Linked DNA regions of Sus scrofa: region 1 is linked to region 2. A link is a contact called in public HiChIP or PLAC-seq data. All regions are on one chromosome and are shown on one strand. Each heading gives the region's core, a stretch centred on a gene start, on an enhancer-like site or on the middle of the called end of the contact. The rest is flanking DNA. Distances are from core to core; before and after follow the strand shown. Region 1 holds the start of RFNG (beta-1,3-N-acetylglucosaminyltransferase radical fringe). Region 2 holds the start of NARF (nuclear prelamin A recognition factor).

What was found. HiChIP or PLAC-seq counts read pairs in DNA pulled down with a chosen protein or histone mark.
Region 1: a contact with region 2 is called in an H3K27ac HiChIP or PLAC-seq map of alveolar macrophages. The contact joins the promoter of RFNG here to the promoter of NARF in region 2. A contact is called at or near these places in 1 of 5 promoter capture datasets (fetal skeletal muscle) and 1 of 2 datasets of contacts at active chromatin or transcription factors (alveolar macrophages).

What each region holds. Positions count from the first base shown.
Region 1 is chr12:951,691-959,338 of Sscrofa11.1, reverse strand. It overlaps RFNG (beta-1,3-N-acetylglucosaminyltransferase radical fringe), which reads right to left and starts at 2,210. Exons shown (of 8, transcript XM_021066394.1): 1 at 1,877-2,210; 2 at 1,297-1,345; 3 at 681-783; 4 at 429-582; 5 at 90-178; 6 at 1-3. The coding sequence starts at 2,164. It overlaps GPS1 (COP9 signalosome complex subunit 1), which reads left to right and starts at 916. Exons shown (of 14, transcript XM_021066389.1): 1 at 916-1,025; 2 at 3,219-3,311; 3 at 3,833-4,014; 4 at 4,372-4,536; 5 at 4,961-5,096; 6 at 5,196-5,273; 7 at 5,434-5,494; 8 at 5,874-5,959; 9 at 6,118-6,212; 10 at 6,318-6,423; 11 at 6,502-6,582; 12 at 6,660-6,797; 13 at 6,865-6,999; 14 at 7,086-7,472. The coding sequence starts at 3,234. The coding sequence ends at 7,160. DUS1L (tRNA-dihydrouridine(16/17) synthase [NAD(P)(+)]-like) reads right to left here. Exons shown (of 14, transcript XM_021066392.1): 14 at 7,619-7,648.
Region 2 is chr12:650,270-657,236 of Sscrofa11.1, reverse strand. NARF (nuclear prelamin A recognition factor) reads left to right here and starts at 5,413. Exons shown (of 11, transcript XM_021066338.1): 1 at 5,413-5,557; 2 at 6,474-6,557. The coding sequence starts at 5,531. It overlaps C12H17orf62, which reads right to left and starts at 461. Exons shown (of 8, transcript XM_013989817.2): 1 at 1-461. It overlaps LOC102163795 (a long non-coding RNA gene), which reads left to right. Exons shown (of 2, transcript XR_002336913.1): 1 at 1-67; 2 at 786-1,029.

The DNA of each region.
Region 1 (7,648 bases), core at 961-3,460, 310 kb before region 2:
AGGCTGGGAGCCGAGGGGGTCTGGTCAGCGCCTGCCCAGCCCTGGGCACCCCCTCCCAGGCAGCCAGGCCCCAAGAGGTCCCCCCTCACCTGGCCCAGGGGCTCATCTTGAGGGCAAGGCCTCTGCTCAGGCAGAACCCGGCCCCCCCAGTAGCGAACCAGAACTTGACCGAGGTCACCTGGGGAGGAGGGGCCGCGATCAGAGCTCCTCGCCCTGCACACCCCGAGGCCTGTTCTTCAGCCACCCATCGGGGCTCTCCGGCCAGGTGGCCAAAGCTCCCTGGGCGCAATGGGTGGGGGTGCCCACGATCGCCTGTGGCTTCGGCCCCTCCCACGGCTCCCCCTCACTGGCCTCAGCTCTGGACACGTGGGTGGGACACCTGCTGGGGTCTCCCCTCTCTGCTTTGCCTCCCCGGCCCCGGCACTCACGGTTCCACCTCCCTGGACCCTCTCGGTAGCCTCGATGGGGTGGTCCAGGCTGGGCCGCCCCAGGTAGACGTCTTGGCTGGGCGAGAAGCTGGACAGCAGGTGCAGCAGGCCATCGGGGTTCACGTAGTTGTCGTCATCCACGTGGCAGAACCACCTGGAGGGGTGTGCAGAAACCTGCAGTGAGCCCGGACCAGGGGGCGCGCCCGGCATTGGCCCTGGGCTTGCAGGAGACAGGGCGCGGCCACCACGTACTTGCGTCCAGACTCGATGAACTTGTCATATTCCACTGCCATCTTGCAGCACAGAGCCTGGCGGGTGTGCACGGCTGAGCAGTTGGTGTTGACAACGTGGCTGCCTGCGGTGGGAGGAGGAGAAGAGCGAGTGCCAGGGAAGTCTGTGGCCAGTGTACCCACCCCGCTGAAGTCAGGCAAGATGTGGCTAGCTGGCGACGCAAGGTCTGTCCGCTCGAGGCCCTGACGTCGGAGCCGATCACAGCCCTGTCCCGGCCTCGCTCGGCTGACTCTGTTGCTGCTGTCGAGACAGATAACCTCCTCCTGGAATCTCACGAGAGAAAACCTGCCAGGGAGCAGGACTGAGGTGGGCAGGCCCGGAAGGGAGGGCTCCCTGCTGGCCCTCCTGTAGGGGGCGTGGTTGAGGGAGGCAGAGCAGGGCTGGGGCCTGGGGCCCTGGATGCGGGGCCAGCGGTGGGTGGGCATCGGGGCTCTGTCCTCCACCAGCTGTGTGGCCCTGAGCAGGTGCCTTCCCCCCCCCCCCCCCCCCCCCGTACACAGCATAGGGCCGGGTGGCCCTGGACCGAGAGACAGCTGAGGAGGCAGCTAGCAGGGCGGGACGGGACGGGGGCACTCACCACCCTGGAGCTGCAACTCGGGGTCGTCCCCATCAGTAAAGATGAATGTCTGGAAAGAGAGTTGTGAGGAGTCAAGGGGCACCCCCTGGGGACCCCAAGGTCTGGCAGGGCCTTGGCTTGAAGCCGCAGAAGCACAAGTGGCTGGGCCTGGGCTTGGGCAGATCAGAGAGGAGAGCAGAGCAGCCTGCCGGTACCCTCAGCGTCCCCAGCAATGTTGGGGTGGCCCTGCTCTTGCCAGGCATGTTTCAGGGGTCTCAGCCCAGGGTCAGCTGGGAGAACTCATGCGAGCCTGGAATCTGGGAGGGTGGGTGCTGGGGGTGCCCGTCCATTCCCCACGTACTCGGGGCTTGGGGCCTGACGGCCACGCTGGGGACACAGCGGTGGGGAAGGGATCCGGGGTGGGGTTCAGGGAGGGATGCCAGTTTAGAGATGAGGGAGCGGAGTCCAAAGGCGGTGGAGGTCCTGGGAAGCCAGCGGTGCGGGATCCCAAAGGCAGGCATCTGGGGAGCGGGGATCTCGGGGCGTGGGAGGGTGCGGGGCGGGAATCCCGAAGTCTGCGGGGCCCCGGAGCGGGACCCACCTGCTGTCGGGCCCGGGAGATCCAGGTGCGCAGCAGCAGCCCCAGGCGCGGCCCGTGGTTCTTTCGGGTGGTCTTGACCGCGATGAAGATGTCGTCGGGCCGCAGTCGGGGGGCCGCGGCGGGCCGGGCAGGGGGCGCGCGCGAGTCAGGGCCCGGGGCCCGGGCCCGTGTCGGGGCCGCCGCGGGCGCGGACGCGCGGGGGAGCGGCAGCGGCAGCAGCAGCAGCGCGGCCAGGGCCGCGGCCAGCGCGAGGCAGGCCCGGCAGAGCGCCCCCCGCGCGCGGCTCATACGACCGCGGGACCCGCGGGCACTGCCCAGCCAGCGCGGCGCGGCCCCTTTAAGAGCCGCCCCGCCCGAGCCGCGACCCGGAAGCGGCAGCCGCGCTGCCCCGGAAGTGGACGGCGCGCCGCGGCGGGGTTGGCGAAGATGCCGCTGCCGGTTCAGGTGTTTAACTTGCAGGTAACGAGCCGCGGCCGGCGGCCCCTCCGCGCCCCCGCCGCCGGGCCGGAGGGGGGCCGGCCGTGCGCGCCCCCCGCGCGGCGTTCTCCCCGCGCCCGGGCTCCGGCCGCAGCGTCCCGCCCGTCGGCCCCGGCAGCCCGGCAGGCCCGGCAGGCCCGGCAGGCCCGGCGCGCTAACGCTCTTTCTCCTTCAGCAGCCAGCCAGCTCTGTGTCAGGGTCGGGGGGTGCAGAGAGTCAGGACAGAATGCGGGGTGGCCCGGCCCCCCGTGCGGCCGCGTCGTCAGTGGCAGATGTGCACTGCGCCCCTCCCAGCGGTAGGTCAGAGCTCTTCCTGCCGGGCACGGCCGGGGACTTCAGCCTGAGCGCCAGCCTGTCGGCCTGTACGCTGCTTTATGAGGTACCTTCCAGGACGGGGGCCGGGACCAGCCCGCCCGCCCACCGAGCGCGGGCCGCGCAGGGCGCCCGGGCGCCCCCCTCCCGCCTCCGGCCGCGGCCGGCCCCCGGCGGGCGTCGCCGGGTGCCGCTGCTCCCGCTGCTCGGATGCGCCCGATCGAGGCCGCCCAGGGTCCTCCCCGTGGCTCGGAGGAGGCTGCGTCAGGACGGTGGCCGGGAGCGTGTAGGGACCCTCGGGGGACCCTGGGAAGCGGTCCTCCGGCGTCCGGTTCCCGCCCCGGAGATAGGCTGTCACAGTCGGGCGGGGTTCTGCTCCTGAGCGCCGGTCTCGCCGGGAGCCCCCTCCCTGATGTGGCGGCGCTGGACGTGGCGGGCAGTGGGGAGGGGCCTGTCTGGAGCCGGGTTAGAGCTGAGCTGGGGCACAGTGAGGGTCTCTCGCTCTCCCTGGGCATCCCCCACTAGAGGTGCCAAGGTGCCGCCCGTGTTGCAGGGGGCGGTGGAGCCCATGCAGATTGACGTGGATCCCCAGGAGGACCCGCAGAACGCACCCGATGTCAACTATGTCGTGGAGAACCCCACCCTGGTAGGGAGCCTTGCAGCCGCTCCTAGGGGATCAGTGGGTTTGTTGGGGTGTCAGTCTTGCTGTGAGGGCTGGGCTAGGGCTCCCCACGCCGACCACGTCTTTTTCTGACCTGGAAACCTCTCGGGTTTCGGTTGCTCATTTCTGATGGGTTGCTAGTCCGCTCCAGACCTTTCATCTGCTCCCCCCCCCACGGAGGAGCCCTGGGTGCCAGGCTGCGCTTTGGTCATCTCACTGCAAGGACACGTCTTCTTTGGGGCCCAGCCTGTGAAGCTCGGTCTCCTCACTGCTCAGCCTGGTGACTGGCAGTCTGGGCGGGTGCCCACGTGCCTCCGGCCGTTCACCCCGGGCCAGAGCTTTACCCCGGAGGCCCCTTCACCGGCCCGTTCCCAGCGGCCTCTCCTCAGCCCCTGGACGGTCGGCGATTTGTTTGGTGCCCCCACGCCACTGCTCCCGACCACTGGCTGGGGCTTGGGGTCTGGGGTCCCAGCCTGGGGGACGAGCACTCTGCCCCCTGCCCCCAGGATCTGGAGCAGTATGCGGCCAGCTACAGCGGCCTGATGCGCATCGAGCGGCTGCAGTTCATCGCCGACCACTGCCCCCCGCTGCGGGCGGAGGCCCTGAAGATGGCCCTCTCCTTCGTGCAGCGGACCTTCAACGTGGACATGTACGAGGAGATCCACCGCAAGCTCTCGGAGGCCACCAGGTGAGGCCCAGGACCCGGCGACCTCGTTTTCTCGTGGCAGAGCCGGGAGGCGCAGCCGTCGCGGGAGGCGCTCGACGCGGGAGGCGCTCGCGCTGCCGAGAGTCGGCCCCGCCCCGCGTCTGCGGCGGCGTCTCGCGTGTGCGCACGCGCGGTTCTGGGCCGCGCGGAGCCTGCGGAGACCGCAGCGGGTTCCCCTCGCCCCTCGGCGCGGCGCCGAGACTCGTTTCCCCCTGGGCCGTCCCGCCAGGCGGCGGGCCTCCGTGGTCAGAGCTGTGCCCCTGTCAACGGGGCGCTCTCCCCATGGGGCGAGGGCCGCTGGCAGCATCCCAGCCCCCCTGACGGCCGGGTCCTCCCCAGGGAGCTGCAGAACACGCCCGACGCCATCCCCGAGAGTGGGGTGGAGCCCCCGCCCTTGGACACGGCCTGGGTGGAGGCCACTCGGAAGAAGGCCCTGCTGAAGCTGGAGAAGCTGGACACGGATCTGAAGAATTACAAGGGCAATTCTATCAAGGAGAGCATCAGGTGTGCCCGGGGCCGGGGGGCGGGCTCCATCCCGGCGGCAGCATCAGGTGTGCCCGGGGCCGGGGGCGGGCTCCATCCCGGCGGCAGCATCAGGTGTGCCCGGGGCCGGGGGGTGGGCTCCATCCCGGGCGGCAGCATCAGGTGTGCCCGGGGCCGGGGGGTGGGCTCCATCCCGGGCGGCAGCATCAGGTGTGCCCGGGGCCGGGGGCAGGCTCCATCCCGGCGGCAGCATCAGGTGTGCCCGGGCCGGGGGGTGGGCTCCATCCCGGCGGCAGCATCAGGTGTGCCCGGGGCCGGGGGTGGGCTCCATCCCGCCGGGGCCGGGGGCGGGCTCCATGGGGGCAGCCTTAGCTGTGCTCAGGGCTGGGGGGCGGCTAACCAGGCTCATGGCTTGACCCATGTCCACTCGTGGCTGGGCCCACAGGCGGGGCCATGACGACCTGGGCGACCACTATCTGGACTGTGGGGACCTCAGCAACGCCCTCAAGTGTTATTCCCGGGCCCGCGACTACTGCACCAGCGCCAAGCACGTCATTAACATGTGTCTGAACGTCATCAAGGTGGGGCCTGGTGTGGGGGGCGTGGGAGGGGCCGCCGGGCAGCGGTGCTGGTGGGCCAGGAGGGGGTGCCCCAGGCTGAGCCCGTCCCCCGCCCGGCAGGTCAGTGTGTACTTGCAGAATTGGTCTCATGTCTTGAGCTACGTCAGCAAGGCCGAGTCCACCCCAGAAATTGCTGAGGTAACGCCAGCCCTGGGCCCCGGCCCCAGGAGCCCTGACCGCTGCCGGCTCCCGCGGGCCTGGTCCTTCTGGCCTCTGCTCTTCCTCGGCGGGGCCGGGCCTGCGGTGGGGAAGGGTCTGGGGGCTACGGGCTGCTCACGTGCACACCCTTCTCCTGCAGCAGCGTGGGGAGCGTGACACCCAGACTCAGGCCATCCTCACCAAGCTCAAGTGTGCCGCAGGTGAGGGCCCAGGGGCACTGGGGCAGGCAGGCACCACAGCTGACCCTGTCCCAGCCAGCGAAACCCATGCGCCCCGCACCTGGCACCTGCCCGGCTCAGGTTCCCCTCGGGGAGGCCTTGTTTTCTGACAGCTGCTGCCGGGGCTGGTCACTCCCCTCCCTGACCCCCAGCTGGTGCTGGCATCAGCTAGAAGCCCCTTTGCAGTAGCAACAGCAGCCGCACGGCCTCCCTGGGCGCCTGGCCCAGGGGACTGTCTTTGGTGCCTGCCAGCGTTTCTGTCCCTGCCGCTGAGGAGGGCCCGTCTGGGTGCGCCTCTTGGCGGCCCTGCGCGGCCCTGGCAGCTTCCTCCTGCCTCACCCCGCCTCCCCCTCGCCCCCAGGCCTGGCCGAGCTGGCGGCACGCAAGTACAAGCAGGCTGCCAAGTGCTTCCTCCTGGCCGCCTTCGATCACTGCGACTTCCCCGAGGTGAGGGCGAAGCAGCGTCTGGCTCTGCGGGGGCGGAGGGGTCTCTCCCATGGCACCCTGGGTGGGCTTCTCCCAGTGGGTGGTGGGCGGGTCTAGGCCGGACTCGTGTCCTGACGGCTGGGGACCCGGGTCTCCGCTCCCCGCTTCTTGCTGCCTAGCTGCTCTCCCCCAGCAACGTGGCCGTCTACGGCGGCCTGTGCGCCTTGGCCACCTTTGACCGGCAGGAGCTGCAGCGCAACGTCATCTCCAGCAGGTGAGGGAGGGCGGCCGTGGGGCTCCAGCGCCCGGCTCTGCCCCGCGTGCCGGGCCCCTCCCGGGTGGGCGGGCGGGCGGGCTCTGAGGAGTCTGGCGCCTGCAGCTCCTTCAAGCTGTTCCTGGAGCTGGAGCCGCAGGTTCGGGACATCATCTTTAAATTCTACGAGTCCAAGTACGCCTCGTGCCTCAAGATGCTGGACGAGATGAAGGTGAGGGGCCAGGCGGGGGGCGGCGCATTCAGCCGCTTGCGGGGGGGGGGCAGCCGTCCTCACCGGCTCTGCCCCCAGGACAACCTGCTCCTGGACATGTACCTGGCTCCGCACGTCAGGACGCTGTACACGCAGATCCGCAACCGGGCCCTCATCCAGGTAGACCCGGGCCGGGGGCGGGGGCGGCCGGGGGGCGGCCGGGGGGCCGCGCTCTGCTCACGGCCCCCGCCCTGCAGTACTTCAGCCCCTACGTGTCGGCCGACATGCGCAAGATGGCCACGGCCTTCAACACCACGGTGGCGGCGCTGGAGGACGAGCTGACGCAGCTCATCCTGGAAGGGCTCATCAACGCCCGCATCGACTCCCACAGCAAGGTGGCCGGGCTCAGGCCGGGGTGCGGGGCGGGCGACCCGGGCCCCGCTGACCCCTGCGCCCCCACAGATCCTGTACGCCCGGGACGTGGACCAGCGCAGCACCACCTTCGAGAAGTCCCTGCTGATGGGCAAGGAGTTCCAGCGCCGCGTCAAAGCCATGATCCTGCGGGCGGCCGTGCTGCGCAACCAGATCCACGTCAAGGTGGGGCGGGGGCCGCCCTGGGCTGGGCTGGAGGGGGGGCGGGCACACACACCCCTCCCTGGGCTGAGCCGCTGTCTCCACCGCAGTCCCCTCCCCGAGAAGGGAGCCAGGGGGAGCTGACGCCGGCCAACAGCCAGTCCCGGATGAGCACCAACATGTGAGGGCCCCCTTCGGCCTCCGGGACGGTCTGCGCCCCCCACCCCCACCCCCGGACGCCCGGGCTCCCTCCTGCTGCTGCAGTGCCTGTGGAGGTGGTGCCTGGAGCCCACGTGCCGGATGATGCCAGCCCTCGGCCCCCACCCCTCTCCCACGGCCCTGTTCACCCTGTGCTGGGGGCCCCGGGGAGGAGGTGGGTTTAACGGGAGGGCCGGGCCCCCACCCGGCAGCCCCACCTCCCAGCCTCCATGGGGACGTGTCGTTTGGGGTCGCAGCCTTGTTGAATCTGAGTTCATTAAAGGGCAGCCTGAGAAGCGCCCCTGGCGCCGCTCCTTCCTGTCTCCGTGGGGTTCCCCCCCCACCCCGGGAACAGGGTGGCCGCACGGAGGAGACTGAGGCTCTATTTGGCAGGAGGTGCCTTGGGCCCTAGCGGCCCTGCCAACACCCAGGTCTCAGGCCCGGGAATGGGGCGGCTTTGAAGTGATTTATTGTT
Region 2 (6,967 bases), core at 4,164-6,663:
CGGGAGGTGAAAGAGGTGTTTAGGATGACGAGAAAAACGTATAAAGTATTATTTCACCTAACAGCGGGTGTGTACGAACGTCATGGTAGATTCTGTGAGAACTTCAGTGAGAAACGTTGGAGCAGAACTAAGATAGATCACGGGGTTATTGTAAAATTGTAAACTTGCCCCTGTTCATCTGCAGTTTCCATGCAAACCCAGTAAGAATATCACCAGGCTAAAAAACTAAATCTAAGCAATTCTGGGAGTCCCGTCCTGGCTCAGCAGAAGTGAATCTGACTCATACCCATGAGGAGGCAGGTTCGATCCCTGGCCTCGCGCGGTGGGTTAAGGATCCCGCGTTGCCCATGAGCTGTGGTGTAGGTCGCAGATGTCTGGGATCTGGATCTGTTGCTGTGGCTGTGGTGTAGGCCGAGCTCCGATTTGATCCCTAGCCTGTGAACCTCCATATGTCGCAGTTGCAGCCCTAAAAGGACAAAAAAATAATAATGATAATAACAATTCTGCAAGACACTGTGGAGGAGGATAGGGGGAAACCAGAGACCCGTGACCCCGAAAAACTCAATGTAGCTGGGAAAACTCAACATTCCCATGTTGTGATGGCAGTTTTTCTGCTACTCAGAGACGTGCCCCAGAGTCTGGGAGGGAGGATTGTCGTAGGACAGTTTTCTCCAGAGAAACCCTGGAGTGGCTGATTAAGTGGCCGTCTTGCTCCACTCTCCACCCAGACACTCAGCACGAAGGTCCCCAGCAGGACCCTAACTTGCCTTTTTATTTCCCACCAGGCAGGGAAAGACCTCACCTGTTACAGGAGGGCCTCCACCAGACAGCTGCTGCCCACTTCAGTGGCCTCCAGAGTGGAGCAGTCAAGATGACCTGTGGAGTGCTGGAAGAACATTCTAGAGCCTGTATCCCTACTTATTTTTTCTTTTTACATCTGTTATGTGTTTTATAATTTATGTAAGATTGACATACCATGCACATGACCTTAAAAGGAAATACACGAGGGTGTGCCCAAGCATGTAAGCTTTACCAGCATAGGCAAGGGTCAGAAATTTGGAGGTAAGGGCCTGATGGTCTGTCGTTAGGATCTGGTGCTTTCACCACTGCAGCCTAGGTTCAGTCCCTGGTCTGGGAATTGAGATCCCACAGCAAGCCACTGCACACCATGGCCAAAAAACACCGAAAAATTGGAGACAGCTTTCCTACGTTACCGGTCTCCTTCATGTACTCTTTGCCTGTGCTTCCCAAGCCTGAGTTTGCATCAGAATCCCCTGACGGGAGTTCCCGTCGAGGCGCAGCGGAGACGAACCCGACCAGGAACCGTGAGTTTGTAGGTTCAATCCCTGGCCTCACTTAGTGGGTTAAGGATCTTTTGTGGTTGTGGCTGTGGCATAGGCCAGCGGTGTAGCTCCAATTCGACCCCTCCATATGCCACAGGTGCGGCCCTAAAAAGGAAAAAAAAAAAAATCACCTGATGGACTTTTTGAAGCGGTCTGTTCCTGTTCGTGAGTAGGGCCTTAAAACCTAGATGTGCTGATGCTACTGGGCTGGGAACCACCCTGGAAGGACCTCTGCTCTAAGCTGCACCAAAACTAGGTTCCGGCTGAAGGCGGCAGCTCGTGGAATTCCATCTACTTGAAATGCCCTCGTCTCTGTGAAGGTCCGTTTGCATGGTTAGTACCTCCTCCAAGTCCTCCTACTTCGTGCAACTGGAGGTGATCTTACTCCTTAGCGTTTAGGTAGGACTGAATTGATGCCCAGAATGTTGTGCTTTGCATTACAGTTATTTGTATAATTTCACCTTTCTTACTGGATGAGAAGCCATTTATTTTTTTATTTAAATGGTCTTATTTTATTTTTTGTCCTTTATTTATTTAATTAGGGCCACACCCAGGAATATGGAAGTTCCCAGACTAGAGGTTGAATCGGAGCTGCAGCTTCTGGCCTCCGCCGCAGCCACCGAAACACGGGTTTGGAGCCTCGTCTGTGACCTACACCACAGCTCACAGCAATGCCAGATCCTTCACCGACTCATCGAGGCCAGGGATCGAATGAACAAATAATTTCCGATTTGGTTAAAATCCTGCTGAATATTGCTAACAGCAAAAGGCTAAATAAATACAAAATCCATAAATAGGGGACTGAGTGACTAAATCTGTGTATTGTGCCAGCCATTCACGGACTGTATCTGTGTTGTAAATTCAAACTTCATCGCCTGCTCTGTGAAAATGCATCTGAGCCCTTATTTTTTCTGTGCTCTCTGGCATGATGTTAAACTGTCAAAAGAAGAAGCTGGAGGAGTTCCCTCTGTGGCACAGTGGAAATGACTCTGACTAGTATCCAGGAGGATGCTGGTTCCATCTCTGGTCTTGCTCAGTGGGTTAAGGATCCGGCATTGCCATGAGCTGTGGTGTAGGTCACAGACACGGCTTGGATCCTAAGGGGCTGTGGCTGTGGTGTAGGCCAGCAGCAGTAGCTCCAATTTGACCCCTAGCCTGGGAGCTCCCATATGTCGAGGGTTCAGCCCTAAAAAGCAAAAAAAAAAAAAAAAAAAAAAAAAAAAAAAAAAAAAAAATCATGTGTTTAAATCCGTAATTCATGATATTTTAAAAATCCTTTGATAACTTTTGGATGGTGCTGAGACACAAACGTGGCTCTTCTTGACTGGTTAATGAAGGAAAAGAAGCATTTATCCTGCTTTTCTTATTATAAGATTTACAACAGAACAACTGAATAGTGGATAAGAAGATGTCGCATCATGGAAGTATTCCTGCTAGTAAATGAAGAAATGATAGGATTAAAACATCACCTACGGGGTTTCCTTCTGGCACAGCGTTGTCGCTGCAGCTGCTTGGGATGCTCTCGTGGCCTGGGTTCCATCCCTGGCGGGACATCTTCCACATGGCATGGCCGAAAGGAAAAAAAACCCAAATCATCCTAGTCAATCGAGGCAATCTCATCAATAGTTGCTAGTTAATGTGATGTTAAAAGAACTTGGAACCTCCTGATGGAATTTCACAACTCCATCTATATCTCGCCAAAAAACTTTAACCTCCCTGTCATCAAGTTACTAGAATGTTCAAACCACGCTGTACTGAAAATCCAGAACAAGGATGTGCCAAAGAGCTCCACAGAGATGAGTCAGCAGTTGCTGAAAAGCCTGCATGCAAACAACCTGAACCCTTCATAGTGACATGCTAGGAGAGAGGGGGGTGGCCAGTACCTACAGGTTTACAAAACAAACCCTGGGAATTGCCGAATAGCTCAGCAGTAATGAACCCACCTAGTATCCATGAGGACACAGGTTTGATCCCTGGGTCCCGCTCAGTGGGTTAAGGATCTGGTGTTGCTGAAAGCTAAGGTGTAGGTTCCAGATGTGGCTCGGATCTGGCGTGGCTGTGGCTGTGGCCAGCAGCTGCAGCTCTGATTAGACCTAGCCTAGGAACCTCCATGTGCCACAGGTATGGCCCTAAAAATACAATAAATAAATTAGTAAATAAAACTGAAACCCTTAAGACTGGGAGGTCCCTGAACTATCTTTGCAACCTTTTTTTCTTTTTCTTTTTAGGGCCGCACTTGCAGCACGTGGAGGTTCCCAGGCTAAGGGTTTAATCAGAGCTACAGCTGCCGGCCTACGCCACAGCAACAGCAATGCAGGATCTGAGCTGCGTCTGCAACCTACACCACAGCTCACAGCAATGCTGGATCCTTAACCCACTGAACAAGGCCAGGGATCAAACCTGAAACCTCATGGTTCTTAGTCAGATTCATTTTCCACGGCGCCACAACGGGGAGCTCCTATCTTTGCAACTTCTAAGTGAAACTTAACTTTTTTTAAGGAACAAATATTTTTAAAGAGAGACAAACTCACTAATTGAAACATGGGCAATAAAACATCGAAACTTATTTAGGTCCTAATTGAAACTTTAAAAAAATGACTTCCTGCTGTGGCACAGTGGGTTATGAATCCAACTACCATGGTTTGGGTGGCTGTGGAGGTGCGTTAGATCCCAGGCCTGGTGCAGTGGGTTAAAACATCTGACCAGCTCTGGCAGAAGGTAGCATCTGTGGCTCAGATTCAGTCCCTAGCCCAGAAATTTCCATATGACTTTCATGCAGCCAAAAACAATTTAAAAGATTGGAGAAACCTGAACACTAACTATATGTTTGATGAAAGTAAAATTATGGTATTGTTATGGTTTTTAAACATTAACAAAATGTATACAAATGACAACCTAAAATTATCCTTTTGTGGAGTTCCTGTCATGGCTCAGTGGTTAACAAATCCGACTAGGAACCATGAGGTTGAGGGTTCAATCCCTGGCCTCGCTCAGGGGTTAAGGATCCGGCGTTGCCATGAGCTGTGGTGTAGGCCAGCGGCTGCAGCTCCAATTCGACCCTCTAGCCTGGGAACATCCATATGCTGCGGGAGCAGCCCAAGAAATGTCAAAAAAAAATAATAGAAATAAAAAATAAATAAAATTATCCTTTTTTCCTTCATGCTGATGATTGAAGATGTTTTTTGAGAGGTGCCAACATGAATTTGAGTAATGCAGAGGGTTAATCTGGCAGCCAGTTAGGGTTAGAGGACCTCCTAAAACATGTGTTTGTGAAAGATGGTATGAGCCAAACAAATCTTTTGTAATGTTTTAACGGGGAACTGTTAAAGATACCGGTAAGGTTCTGCAACGTGGAATAGCCTTAAATAGTTTGCTGGCCTCTGCGGCCCCAAGGTGAGGAGGAAAATTCCTGAGAACTGACGTTTGCAGAGACACACGTGGGTCCAATGGACTCTTCAGGCGTATTTCTCACCTTCGATGGTGCTGAAATGAGCATCCCCTGACTTCACAAAGCGTTCAAAGTTATCGGAATTCAACGTTCCCACTGACCCTGCATCGCCCCCGGCTTTGCTAAGAGGCTGCGGACAGACGCCAGGTCCAAGACCTCCGCCTCGCACGCGCCACGTGCTCCTGGTCCCGCGGCGCCTGCGCACTGCGGCCGCGCCGGGTCTACGTGATGCGCCCCCGGGCGGCAATGGCGGCGGGCCGGGGCGGCGCCGTCTCGGGCGGTCCGAGCCGGGGGGAAGGCGCGAGTCCCGAGCGCCCCGGAGCAACTCCGGCGAGCCCCCTGGGTACCCTGAGCCCGCTCGCCTTGCGCCACTGCCAGACCCACATGCCGCGGAAACCCACGCCAGAACCTGCCAGGCCTCCCCGGGGTCTCGACGGGGCGGGTCGCGCTCCGCCCCCGCGCTCTCCAATTGGCTCCTGGTACAGCCCCGCCTCTTTCCCGCAGTCCCATTGGCTTAGGCTGAGCTTAGTGCCGTAGAGCCGCAACGCCCTTCGCGTGTTCCTATTGGTTCAGGATTGTGGCTCGCCCGCTCTCGGTACCCTCATTGGTCGAGCGGAGCTGCGGGGGTGGGGTCGCTCCGGACCACGACAACAAAGGGCGGCGGGTGGTGAGCGGCGGTGACCGCGTCTCCCGGTGCTCCCTTCAGGCCGCGCGCCCGGACCTGCCCGCCCGGCTCCAGATGAAGTGTGAGCACTGCACGCGGAAGGTGAGCTCGGAGGCACTCGGGCGGGGCCGGGCGGGGTGGAGGAGCCTGCGCTCGCGGGCCTTCGGGGGCGTCGGGAGCCCGGCAACTCTGAGCGCCTCTGCCCCGCGTTGTCGCTGACGGAACCTCGGGGCCCGGCTTGCGGCTCGTGCTCTCCGCGCTGGAGGTGGCTCTGGGCGAGGCTGCCGGCGCGTCCGGTCCCAGCTGCCCAAGGCGCCGTGACGTCGGGGCGCGCGTCTGGCCTTTCAAAGTGCCTTCGAAGCCAACCCCCCTCCCCCGGAAAACCAGCCAACCTCAGCTACCTCCCAGGGCACGCGAGGCGAGCACTATCCTTGGTCTGAATGATCTGCACGGCGATTAAGTGCTTAGGGGCGTCATGCTTCTCCCAACCTTCCGTGCTTATAGTAACAAGAAGGGCGCAGAAGCGCAGGAAGGAAACCCGGGGCTGGGCCTCCTCCACCTGGGTAGCCATGGCAACGGTGCCAGCCGTCCACACGTGTTTCTAGGCTATGGTAACATAAAATAACTACGGTGCCCGGCGCGGGTTGTGTTTGTATTTTCTAAGTTGGATCGTACTCCTTCTTCAGTTGGACTTTATTTCACTTAGGGTTGCACGAGAGATACCTTTTCAGAGCATTACCTGCAATCGTAATTAGTTGTATTCTGAGTATACACGTGTCCACCTAGTTGGGCCCTGATTACCTTGTCAGGAGAGGCCACTTCTAGTTTCTAGTCACTGCAAATGGTGCAGATATAGGGGTGTGTGGGAGTGTGTCTGCGTGTCCACAAGTATCAGTGCTCTCCTTTCTGTAGAAAAGATTTCTAGGCGTGAGATTAATTCATCAGCAGGTATGTACTTTTTTGTACGTTCGTTTTTTTAATTAAGAGAATCAATCTAATGTTCCTTCGTCTTTTCAAGGAATGTAGTAAAAAAACAAAAACCGATGACCAAGAGAATGCATCAGTCGAGGTACCAAGTCCGGCCCCGGAGAGTGGAGAGGAGGCAAGTGAATTTTTCAGTTTTGTATCCACCTGGAGTGAACATCTAGTGCTGTTTTTCTCCTTTGGGGGGCGCCTCATGTCACTGTTTACGTTGTTTTTCTAAGAAAGAAGCAAGAAATAAAGGGGCTTAGAAAATTAGAAAGCCCCAGCCAGGGTCCAAATGTGCAGGTGGAGGGCCCTGGTCTTCAAGGTGAGAGCGCCGACGAGCCCGTCTCCTTAGAAGACCCGGCATTAGGGACAAAGAAAAGGCCTCTCAGTAGGAACAGCGCTGTGATATTTAAATCTCCAAGTTTTATTTTCTTTTTGGGCTGTCCCTCAGCAGATGGTGTCCCTGGGCCAGGGATCAGATGTGAGCCACCGTTGCAGCAATGCTGGCTCCTTTAACCCACTGTACCTGGTAGGGGATTGAAC